Regions from separate parts of the Mus musculus genome. Here region 2 is linked to region 1. Evidence: chromatin contacts called from public ChIA-PET data. All regions are on one chromosome and are shown on one strand. Each heading gives the region's core, a stretch centred on a gene start, on an enhancer-like site or on the middle of the called end of the contact. The rest is flanking DNA. Distances are from core to core; before and after follow the strand shown.

Region 1 (5,850 bases), core at 1,012-3,511:
CATTATATTCAGCAATGAACCGGAAGCACAAAAGAGTGATGCACAGAGGGTATCCTGACATGTGAAAGAACAGATTAACTCTGATGCTAAGGAGCAATGCGGCACGAGTTACAGGTAGAAAGCCCCCTGCAGACAGGGTTTAGCATCTCTAGCTTTCAGGCTTCAGAGTCTAGAAACATCTCTGTGGATGAAAAAAAAAAAAAGGTCTATGCTTTGTATCTTTGAACTGTCAAAAAAACTTGTCATGTGTTTTATCACTTTTATTTAAAATTCCAGTGTCCTTTTTTTCAAACTTTTTTTTGGGGGGTGGCGTTGAGATAGGGTTTCTCTGTGTATCCCTGGCTGTCCTGGAACTCACTCTGTAGACCAGGCTGGCCTCGAACTCAGAAATCCTCCTGCCTCTGCCTCCCAGGTGCTGGGATTAAAGGCGTGTGCCACCACTGCCTGGCTCAAACATTTTTTTTTTAAAGATCTTATTTTATAGATGTGAGTACACTGTCACCACCTTTAGATACTCCAGAAGAGGGCATCTGATCCCATTACAGATGGTTGTGAGCCAACCATGTGGTTGCTGGGATTTGAACTCAGGACCCTTGGAAGGGCAGTCAGTGCCCTTAACCACTGAGCCATCTCGCCAGCCCTGATTCTAGTGTCTTTACAATCAACTGAAGCATCTCTTACAAGCGTATTCCTTGGGTTAATTGCAGCAATTTTCTTTTTCTTGCCTGTGGTCCATAAAAGCGATGAACCTAAAACCCCCACAGCATTTCAGAGAGGTGAGAAAACGATACCATGTTATTATTGTGTGCAGACATGTGCTAATTGTCCCCACTTACCCTAAAATATGCTTTCTCAAAAGATTCCAGTGGGAAGGATTTTACATGGCATTGTCTAGCTGGGTGATTGCACAACTGACAGAGCAACTTAGGAAGATTGTGAGGCAGCTCTGAGGGTAAGGGGAGGAGATGGCCTCTGATCTTGTTTTCTGCATTGATCCAAATGTTGGGATTCCGCATTTTCTTAATTAGTGATTGATGGGGAAAGGTCCAGCCCATTGTAGGTGGTACTATCCCTGGGCTAATGGTCCTGAGCTCTGTAAGAAAGCAGGCTGAGCAAGCGTGAACAGCAAGCCAGTAAGCGGCACCCCTCCATGGCCTCTGCTTCAGCTCCTGCCTCCAGGGTCCTGCCTTGTTTTGAGTTCCTGTCCTGACTTCCTTTACCGATGAACACTTATATGGAAATATAATCCAAATAAACCCTTTCCTCTCCAACCTGCCTTTTTGTCGTGGTGTTTCATGGCAGCAATAGAAACCCTAAGACAATCACAGCACTTCAGAGCGCTAAGCTGTGAGCTGGCTCTTTCAGAAACTGGGTAGAGGACCAGGATTAATTTCCGGGGTGTCTTCCTCACTAGACTCTTTCTAAACAAAATAAGCTGGGGCTCCCTCTCGCTAGGCCTCAGCCATGACCCCCCCCCTTCTTTTGATATCTAACGCTGAAATGTAGTCAAGCACAAACCATAAGGACCTGGGAAGGACCCTTTAAAATTCCTCAGTGCTACCCCTCCTCTTCCCACCCAACATCTTTCTGGTGAGAAAGCCCTGGGCGTTGGGGCCTGTGGCTGAGGCTCTGGCTTGGGTCACCAGGGGAGGCAGAGTTCGGTAAGCAAGAGCTTGGTGAATCAGCGCCTGGATACCTGGTCCACTTCCACTCGTGTGTGGAAGATCAAAGGCTCAACGTGATCCATCTAAGCTCGCAAAATAAAAGAATTTCGAGAAATGTCAAGCACTCTGTCCACATATCTGGGGACACCCTTGTCACTGCAGGGGGGCGGGGGGGACGGGGGGACGGGGGACGGGGGACGGGGACGGACGGACAGAAGTCAGTAGCCAACTTTTAGCTAAACTCCAAACTTGTGTGCAGCCAGACGCCGGGGAGGAGAAGAGACTTGGAGCACCACCACGGGACTGTCCCCGTCTAGCTTCGCTTCCCTTGCTCCACGTCCCAGGAGAGTCATTGAAGCGGCCGCAGGCGCTCTCCGAAGACCCCGAGGGGCTGAGTCACTCCCAGGCTTGCAGCTCAACCACACCGGGTGGGACAAGGGGAGACTGGGGAGGAGCGAGCATCTGGTGCGGTCTGCCGCTTGGGTTCCGGAGCGAGGGGCTGCGGGCACGAGCGGAGACTGCGGGCACGCGCACAGCCCGCGGAGCCCCGCCCCACGCCCCTGAACCGCCTCCAAATACTCACCCAGGGGCCGCGCAGTCGCCTCTAGTCACCCGCAGGCTCCGACCGAGCTACTCAGAAAGAAGTAGGCGACGGCGGGCGCCGGGCCGCGCGGGCAGCCTTGGGACAATGGGGCCCCGGCGCTTGCTGATCGTCGCCCTCGGCCTCAGCCTGTGCGGTCCCTTGCTGTCTTCCCGCGTCCCTATGAGCCAGCCAGGTAAGAGCTGCGGGTGGGTGAGCATGGGGGAAGCTATCAGAAGTTTTAGGTTGCGCCAGCTCCGTGAGGGGGTGCTCCTGGCTGCAACCCTGCCTCAGTTTCCCCCAGGAGCCAAACAGTCATTTGGGCCGAGATCTAGAGGTTCCCCTAGTCACATCCATGTGGGGCGCACCATATCCTCCCCACTCCCCGCACGGCCGATGCTCTTTTGGACTCGGTTTTGGAGGGTGCAGTCCGCGGGCCACCGGGTGTTGGATCCGGAGAGGGGCCCGAGGGTCCGCGGAACGGTCTCCACAGTCGCTTTAATTGTCATTGTGTGGCCTGTTTTACAAGACCACCTTCAGAAAGAAAGGGTCTTGTGATTCTGGGCTTTCGGTGTGCAGTGGAACCACTCTCCTCAAGTTTTTGCTTTGATGGAAACTCGTTTTCTCGTTTGATTTACAAGGAGGGAAAAGCGATGTGAAAGAAAAAATTCACAGTCACACAATAAAGACCGGACAGCCCCCAGCTTGGCCTGGTACCCAGGAGGTGATGAAGGTTTCTGGTTGCAGGGAGTGGAGTAGGTCTTTGTTATCGGAAACCTGTTTCTCTGCATGGAGAAAAGGGACCCCTCTTCAGAATCAGGCGCACCTAGAAATTATCTAGTCTTAGTTTTTTTCAATGGAATTTCTCATCTGCCGCAAGGACATTCGTTACTTACAGTGTATTTTTAAATATCTGCCAGTTTGACCAAATAAATTAGTTTGGTCGACTTATTTCGTCAAATATTTTCTCTTTTCTCCAAAGCAGAGGCGTAGCCTGTAAAGTTCCCAATTGTTTCGACTTTCTTAGTAGGGACACCTTTAGCCGTTCCTTTCACGCTGAAGAAAATCTAGTGGGTTTTCTTCAGTTTTTGTTATCTCTGAAAGAATGTGCACTTCGGTGCTCCCACATGTAAGGATTAGGAGGTGACAAAGAGTGGGGTGTTTCCTGTTGTCTGTCTTTCTTCAGTGTGAGCTTGAGTGGTGCTCATGGGAAAACTCAGAGCCCCACAGAGGGCCCCCACGCCGAGCAGCAGCTAACCAGCCTGCCTGTGTTTGGGTAGCCGACCTTAGACCTTAATCATCAGCAGCCGTGAGGGGGAGGACGATCCAAAGTGTACATGGAGGTGCGAGCTCACATAACTTTAGGTTACTTCCTCGCTTTTATTTTGGGACAGGCCTTTTAAAATATAGACTATGAGATGTGGCCAGCACAGATCATAGGTATGATAAGGAGACATTTATCCCCTTTCTCTGATTCTAAAAATAAGGCCCAGAGAGATTGAGTGGCCTGCCTTGAGGGGGGGGGGGAGTTATAGGAGTGGTCCCCCTACATTGGGTACAGACAATAAGTGAACTCACAAACTCAGCCAAAAACAAATCTGCTTCTCCTTACCGCTGCATAAAGAGAGAATGGCTGTGGGTAACTGTGGCCAAGTGCCTTGGGATTTCAGAGACGGCCATCCTTATCTCTAGGCCAAGCCCAGTCCCTTGGCAAGAAGCAAGAGGTCCCTGTACAAGACGGGCCCCAGCCTTGCTCTACTTCCCCTGACATATTCCTCACTTCACCCAGTCTCTAATCGCTCCTCAAGAATGTTGCCCGCTCTGGGTTCTTCTCCCATGTCACTCCAGACCAGCCGGCTTTTCTCAACTTCGCATGTCCTCTTAACCGTGAACCGTGAACCGCTACTCTGTAGGAACCTCCCGCCCTAGCTGCTCCTGCCTGGGTCTGTCATGTGAACTTGCTCTTTTTAAAGCCCAGGACTTGCTTCTTTTCCAAAAATCTTCCTCCCATTCACCTTCCTCCCCACCCCGGGCCTCTTCGGTTCCTGCTGCCCTGGTGAACTGGAGCTTAGCTGGGTTCTAAGCAAAAGGACCGCAAAATAATGGGGTTCACCAGAAACCTGGGTGTCTGATGTTGCTACTCTCTTCGTTTGGAGCTCACATCTCTTTTGTTCCTTAGTAACTCTCTTTTATTCAGTTTTTTACTTCCTCTTGCTAGAACTGACAGAATAAATGGCTTTCCCTATAAGCCAGGTGTTTTTCCAGGATTCACTGCTCCCCACGTCCTGCCTTGCTGTAGTTCTCTACTAAACCCAGTAGAGTTAACAAGTTCATGGCTGGAGGAGGGGTTATGTGCAAGCCTGTGTCAGTAAGTTCCAGTGCTAGTGTGCGAGCACACACACACACACACACATACTAGGATAACAGTCATACATGGGTGCTGCGATGGGAACTTAGTCCCTCGGGCTTTTGTTGTAACAAGTGTTCTCTCTGAGCCATCTCTCCAGTCCTGTTTGTTTTTTGAAACAAGATTTGCTGTGCAGCACAGGCTGGCGTTAAACTCAAATCCTCCTGCCTCAGCCTCTCAGGTTCTAGAGATACAAGTAGGCACTACGATGCCGGAGTTTTGAGGTAAAGGGTTTATCCCTGCATCCTTATATCCTGCAAATCCCCTGTAACCTTGTGTGTGTTATTGGCTTTCAAAGGTAACTTTGCCGTCTTAAACTCATCTATGAGTTGCACATGGCAACAAGCAATTCTGTACAGCTTTAGGAAAAGACACTATAGAATATATATTTAAAGTTTGTGACAAGTTGCAAATTGGATTTTAGAGTATTACAGAAACATGGTTTCTGTTTTGTTTTGTTTCTGTCTGTCTGTCTGTTTTGCTAGCCAGCCATAAGTGAGAAATACATTTTACTTTGTGGCACAGTTGAAATATGCATAATAACATCCATGACACCCATGTGACTCCAGCCTCAAGGCGGCTAGACACCTCAGGCCCCTGTGAGCAACCGCACGCATGTGCACATACCACCCCTAAGACACATACATGTGCGCGCACACACAAAGCACACGCACACGCACACACACAATACACATAATTACAAATAAGTAAAAAGATTTTAAAAACTTGTGGCAACCCCTACAATTGGATTTCATAGCCATTGCTCAATCTCTGCTGGAATTTTAACCTAGCATAGCTGGGACAGTGATTCGTCCTAAGGAGCAAACTCAAGGCCTAGCCAGAAGAGCTGTGCTTTCTCAGAAGTGTCATTTATGAATCTCTATCTTGTTTAGGGTCCGTTATTTCAGTTCAGGCTCACTGACTGCAGAAAGGCTGGGGTAGCGGGACAGCTGAAGTCTGGGATGGACTGTGGACCCTGGGACACACTGATCCTGAGTTGGTCTTTGATGTCTTGCTGTTGATTAGAGCATAGACGGTGGCTTTCTGGGGACAGGAACCTTGGGGATGGTGACTCAGGGCAGAGAACAGACCACAGGGGTCACAGTGGCTTTCACGGAGGCCCATGAGCATCCTAACGCCACATCTGTCTCCTGCCTCCGGGCAAGAGTCTTACAGACTAGTGTGCATATCCCTGTGCT
Region 2 (5,850 bases), core at 1,794-4,293, 370 kb before region 1:
TAGTCTCCCCATACTAAATTTTCAGAGCAAAACTAATGCAAAATGAATACAGCGTGCCACTAGTATGGACACCACTTGCCGGCAGCACAGTGGACAAGTTGCCACAAGCCTGGCTGCTGGTGTGCAACTCCAACTTGAATCCTGGCAGTAAAAATTTTGTGACTTCAGCTTGTGGAAGTATGTCACTTCTGGAGGCTTTCAGGAGTCCCACAAAGGACAAATGTACAGTTCTCTTGGGGGTGGGGGAGGAGGCAGAGACTACCTCACCTTTGTTCACAGACACCTTCTAATCACCAAGCTTTGCTGGTGGCTAGCCTTCTGCCTCACACCGTTCACCGGGTCCCTCTGTGGATCCAGCTCCGGCTTCGTTTAGCTTGGACCGCCTGGTTCTTCCTCAGGAAAGCTGGCTGACTTCTCTTTTCATTCCACATTCATGCAAATGCCAGTTCCCGAAGGGATTTCTGTCTGCATCCCACTGGGACTGTTCTTATTATAGTGTAACAAAACTTTCATTTTTATAGCATCTCCTTAGAAGTTGGGATTCACCTTGCTGTTCCCTATGATGCCTGGGAGCAGAGATAAAAGCCCTTGTTCCTGATAAGGACACTGTGAAGTCAGCTTTCCCCACAGACAGCCATTTAAAGATGCTCTAATGAAAGGATGGTTTACAATGTTGTAGGAACTGCAAAAGGAAACCAGTAAGACACGAGCGAGCGTGCTTTGGCATCCCTGAGCCTCAAAGGCCAGTGGTGGGAAGGCTGGCTGTGCAGAGCTGGGGAAGCAGGAAGAGGCCGGGAGCTGAAAACATCCAGGGCCTCGCCACTCCTCCACCTGTCCAAGGCCCGGAGAAGGGAGGGAAGGAAATTGTGTCCTACTCAAACCTAGTTAGGAAGCAAGTGTGGTAAGAGTGGCATAATCACAGCAGTCAGGAGGAGGAGGAGGAGGAGGAGGAGGAGGGGGAGGAGGAGGAGGAGGGGGAGGAGGGGGAGGAGGGGGAGGAGGGGGAGGAGGGGGAGGAGGGGGAGGAGGGGGAGGAGGGGGAGGAGGAGGAGGAGGAGGAGGAGGAGGAGGAGGAGGAGGCAGATTATGAGTTCAAGGCCAGCCTGGGCTACATTAAAAACAAAAACAAAAAAACAAAAACAAAGCCTGTCTGAATCCCACCCCCAAACCTGGCTGGGAACCGGATGATGAAGTCCACTGAGAGCCATTTCCTGATAGACAGATGGGAAAGAGTAGAGCGTGATCGATCTGTAGGTGTGAAGGGAAGATACTCGCAGTGGTGGGAGCCCCGCACGTACCCCATGCTTAGATTGTGGTCCTCTGGATTTGCACCTTTGTCCTCACCACTGCCCATGATGATGGCTGGGGGATATCTTAATTGAGCCGGTCCTTGTAACTATTTACAGGTCCACTCGCCTTTCTGTGGACAGGGAGCCTTGACTGACGAATCGCTGAGGGGCCGCACCACGTGGTGACTGGTCCAGCGACAGGGTACGGGGGCTCTCCCTCACTCCTCTGTCCTTTTCCAGGGTGGAGCTTCAGCATGGGTTCAGCCTACCAGTTCCACAGCTGGCGCGTCTTCGTCATCGTCTGTGCGCTCCCGTGCGTCTCCTCTGTGGTGGCTCTCACCTTCATGCCAGAAAGCCCTCGGTTCTTGCTGGAGGTACTGCCTGTTGTTACAGAAGCAGGGGGGGGGGGGGGAGGGGGCGGGGGGGGCGGGGGCGGGGGGGGCGGGGGCGGGGGGGGGGACGTACACTGGAAAGGCTTCCTTGCTGTTCCCAGAAAAGCAAGTCTGCCTCTTTGGGAGGTGGCTTCTCCCTTCCTACCATGGAATTTTGCGGGGTTTGGTTTCATGGAGACATGATTTAGGCAAAGGGGGTAAAAGCTGTCTCACAGCATACTCCTCCCTAAGCAAATAGCTTCCACTCAATGAGTGGGATGGTGTTCACTGTTTAATAAATGAAGCGTTATTGTCCACAGGTAGTATTTCTAGTTGAAGGCACATTCTTTGAACTGCAGCTATATAGTGGTAGCCTCAGCCTGTGTGCGTCAGTAGAGAATAGGAGAGCTAACCGCATCTGCACGATTGCCTTCCACGTGCTCAGAAAACTGCTCAGCAGTTCCTGAAAAGCAAGGCCTATCAATGCCCTAGCCTCTGACTGCCTCTGTATTTCGTAGGTGGGAAAACATGATGAAGCCTGGATGATTCTGAAGTTAATTCATGACACCAACATGAGAGCCCGGGGCCAGCCAGAGAAGGTCTTCACGGTGAGTCTGCTCCTCAGAGAAGCCTTGAGGCCAGAGTTCAGGAAGTTTTCTGTAAGGAACCAGACATTTAAGGCCTTGCCAGTCATAGAGTCTCTGTCACAACTACTTAGCTCTGTTCTTGCAGTGTAAATGCAAGCAGCCGTAGAGACTGTCTAAACCATGGGCCTTGGCTGTGTTCCAATAAAACTTTATTTACACAAATAGGCAGGGGGGCTGTGTTTAGCCCAGAGACTACCAACCTATTCACACCTAAAACTCCAAGCCTCTGTGGTTGGTTAAATAACACTAACCTGAGAAACAGAAAGACCACAGTTTAAACTCAGATTTATTCTTCCTGGCTCAATACCAGCGGCCTTCGTTGTAGGGATCACCAATAGATTCTCTTTGTCTTGATATTGGAGAAGAATGGGGTCTCTGCCCTGTCAGGCCACTCCCCTGCCTCAGCTCAAACTTACTTGCCCATGTTGCTGAACCGTGAAATTCAGGGTAACATGGTGTCTCTTGGATAAAACAGATATATCTGAGTTTAAAACTCAGTTCCATTACTCGCTTGCTTCAAGGCCTGAGTAACAAGGCCAAGGTCCAGCAGTGTCCCATGGGGCTCTTTTCTTTAGCCACCACAGCACTGCCTTGACCCAGTGTTTTCAGAAGTGCCAGGGACTCAGACTCAGGTCCTCTTGCTTTAGAACATCAGCAAGCACTCTTACCTGCTGAGTCATCTCGCCAGACCTCAGCTGACGTCTCTGTAAACCTCGAGTGTTCTCTTTGGCTGGCCGCAGCTACTTCCTGCATCTTGCCACTCATCTTCAAGAAGCCTAACCGCTCCCCCAATGCCCTGCACACTGTATTCTCTCCTGCGCCGCCTGGATGTTCTTGACTTGGTATCCCTCCCTCCTGGCGTTTCCTCCACAGTTCCCACACTTGGCAAATAGCATCCTTCCCTTTCAGCCTCTGACCAAGTCCAGGAGGCCTTTTCTCTGCCAAGTCAAAATGGAGGCTGTGAATACAGTTTCCCTCCACGAGCAGGTTCTCGCTTCTTTGTGGTGCGTAATGTTTATCATATCACAGGAAAACCAGTGAACTACGGAAAAACAAATATTGACAGCTGGGGAGGTAGAAGCTCTCCAAAGTTAAATACTGGATGGTTTGGTTGGTTGGTTGGTTGGTTTGGTTTGGTTTTTAAGAATGAAAAATCTAAAGTGAGCATTGCTTATACACTGTTGTAAGCACAGCGCTCCAGAGCCTGAGACAGAAGGATCTCACATTTAAAAATGACCTGGGCAACATAGTAAGACACCCTCTCAAAAGAAAAGAAAAAATAAGAAAAGAAAAATAAGTTCTCCAAATACTTTATTTGAAAACATATTTCAGAAGTAGTTTTATGTTAAGTAAAGACACTTTGTTCAGTGTCTTTACTTATAGTCAATAGGAGAGCCAGCCTACCTAGCACAATTTGAAAACAGCAAGCGACCGGGCCTCCAAACAGTATCTCCAACAGAATATTGGCAGGTTCTTCAGAAATGTCTGCTCAGCCTCCAAGGAAGATAGCATACACACCATGCTCTCTTTATCCCCAAACAGGGGAAGGTGAGTGAGTTCTCCATGCCCTTTCTCTCCCCTCTCTCCCTCCCCACCCCAACCCCCATCATTCTTTCCCAGTATTGAAAGTCTGCTCTAAGATGCTATCTCAAGCCACAGGAGTGCCTTGTCATTCTGACCCTTCGTCATTTCCCTTCTGTGACGGAAGAGTTGGGGTTGACAGTTTTCAATAGAAACATCTTCCATTGCAGAAGCCATGGGTGTCTGCTGGGCAGCCACTGTCGGGCCTGTGGGCAAAGGAAGAACAGGTTATAGTGATGCGCTACAGATGAGAGTCGACATTTAAAAGCCACATTAATCAAATAACTAGGTGCCCCTACCCCCAAATAATATCCAAGCAAAGTAACTGTAAAGGCAGACGCTCGTCTCTAGGGTGTTTGATCTGCTGGTGTGGGTCTTTATAGTAATCAGGACACATCTGTCTCTTGTCACCTCATCCCGCTTGCTCCCCTTCCCCCTTTCTCTGTGGCATCTCCCTCACTAAATTGGGTTCAATTCCTTTAGATGGCCTTTGCATCTGTAGATCTCTGCCAGTGTTCTCCTATGTATGAACAATTCTTACCAAATACCACTTTCGGTTAAGAGTTCGGTTTAACGTAAGCAGCCTGAATGTGACAACTTCCCAGAAGAGAAGTGAGCACTCTGTACTCTGCTGCTGTCTGCAGGTAAATAAAATCAAGACTCCCAAACAAATAGATGAGCTGATCGAAATTGAGAGCGACACGGGAACCTGGTACAGGAGGTGTTTCGTTCGGATCCGCACCGAACTGTACGGAGTAAGTATGCGTTGTATAGCAACCTGTATGTCAGCATCTGACATTTGGGGTGGTCAAAGAGGGACTGACTATGACTTTCCAATGAGGAGGAAGTGTCCCTCTATCTAGGACACTTGTCTCTTGCATTAGGACCAGAAAACAGGACCTCTCTTGGCTCAGAGCTAGGGAATGTGCGCCACCTTGAGGAAAGAAGGTGTCGGGCTGGGAGTTACGGTCATGAAAGTCCGCATTGGCTTTTCAGAAAGATGAAAAGTGAGCATTCCTGAGCAGGCTTGGCGGGTAAGACCTATAATTTCAGGTAGGCTCAGGAGACTGAGGCAGGAGGATTGAAAGTTCAAGGCTAGTCTAGGCAACTTAGTGAAAACCTGTCTCAAAACAGAAAAAGCAAAAGGGGATTTAGAGGTGTAGTTCAATGCTGGAACACTTCTCTAGCACACATGAGGTTCTAGGTTCAGTCACTAATACTGCAAGAGAAGAGAAGAAAGAAGAGAGGGGGAGAGTGAGGAAGGGAGGGAGGGAGGGAGGAAGGAAGGAAAATTCCAGCCTTTGCTTCTGTATTGATTTTAAGACTTTATATTTTTGTTGAAATTAATTCAGCTCTGTAAGAACTCAGCTCTTTTATCGTGTGCCGGGAAGGTCTGGGGAGTGGGTTCGCTGTGTAGCTCTGTGAGAAAATGACCCACGTGGTGTTTTACAGATTTGGCTGACATTCATGAGATGCTTCAACTACCCAGTCAGGGAAAACACCATCAAGCTTACGATTGTCTGGTTCACCCTGTCCTTCGGGTAAGTGATATTTGAATTCTTGGTGGACACAATCAACCGTCGCATTGTAGCTCCCAGTCACTTCTCTCTTTGTCCTTTGTAAACTTGCTTTCTTTAAAAACAAAAATCATGACTCAATTCTGCTAACTTGCTAGAATTCCGCCCTGTAAGAACTCAGCTCTTTTATAATTTGATGGGAAGAGCTGAGAAGTAGATTTTTTTTTCAACTTACATTTGCTGACAGTTACAGTATTTATAACTGATAAACTAATTCTTCCATTGATCTTGCTGGAAAATTCATTTGGCATTTGGAAAGTCACACAAAGCCCTTGGGTGACTTATCTGTGTGCTGCCCTCTGTCTCCTGTCTGATCTTCTCTGAGCTTAAGGGCACCGTTCCTCCCATCCTCCACCGGGAACTGCATCCCAGTCAGCTGCCCTCA

What was found. ChIA-PET counts read pairs in DNA pulled down with a chosen protein or histone mark.
Region 2: a contact with region 1 is called in an RNA polymerase II ChIA-PET map of effector CD8 T cells, with 11 read pairs. The contact joins the enhancer-like site here to the promoter of F2r in region 1. A contact is called at or near these places in 2 of 39 promoter capture datasets (liver and neutrophils) and 5 of 115 datasets of contacts at active chromatin or transcription factors (bone marrow-derived macrophages, effector CD8 T cells, embryonic hindbrain and 2 more).

What each region holds. Positions count from the first base shown.
Region 1 is chr13:95,614,877-95,620,726 of GRCm38.p6, reverse strand. F2r (coagulation factor II (thrombin) receptor) reads left to right here and starts at 2,261. Exons shown (of 2, transcript NM_010169.4): 1 at 2,261-2,440. The coding sequence starts at 2,353.
Region 2 is chr13:95,985,509-95,991,358 of GRCm38.p6, reverse strand. Sv2c (synaptic vesicle glycoprotein 2c) reads left to right here. Exons shown (of 13, transcript NM_029210.1): 5 at 1,530-1,663; 6 at 2,179-2,268; 7 at 4,533-4,643; 8 at 5,341-5,429. Among named protein-coding and RNA genes, the nearest start is that of Gm24032, 91 kb to the right of the region's middle. Within about 2 kb of position 3,043, at least 65 of the 459 cell types and tissues checked have an H3K27ac peak or open chromatin away from gene starts, as enhancers often do. A contact at or near this core is called in effector CD8 T cells, where this site is marked.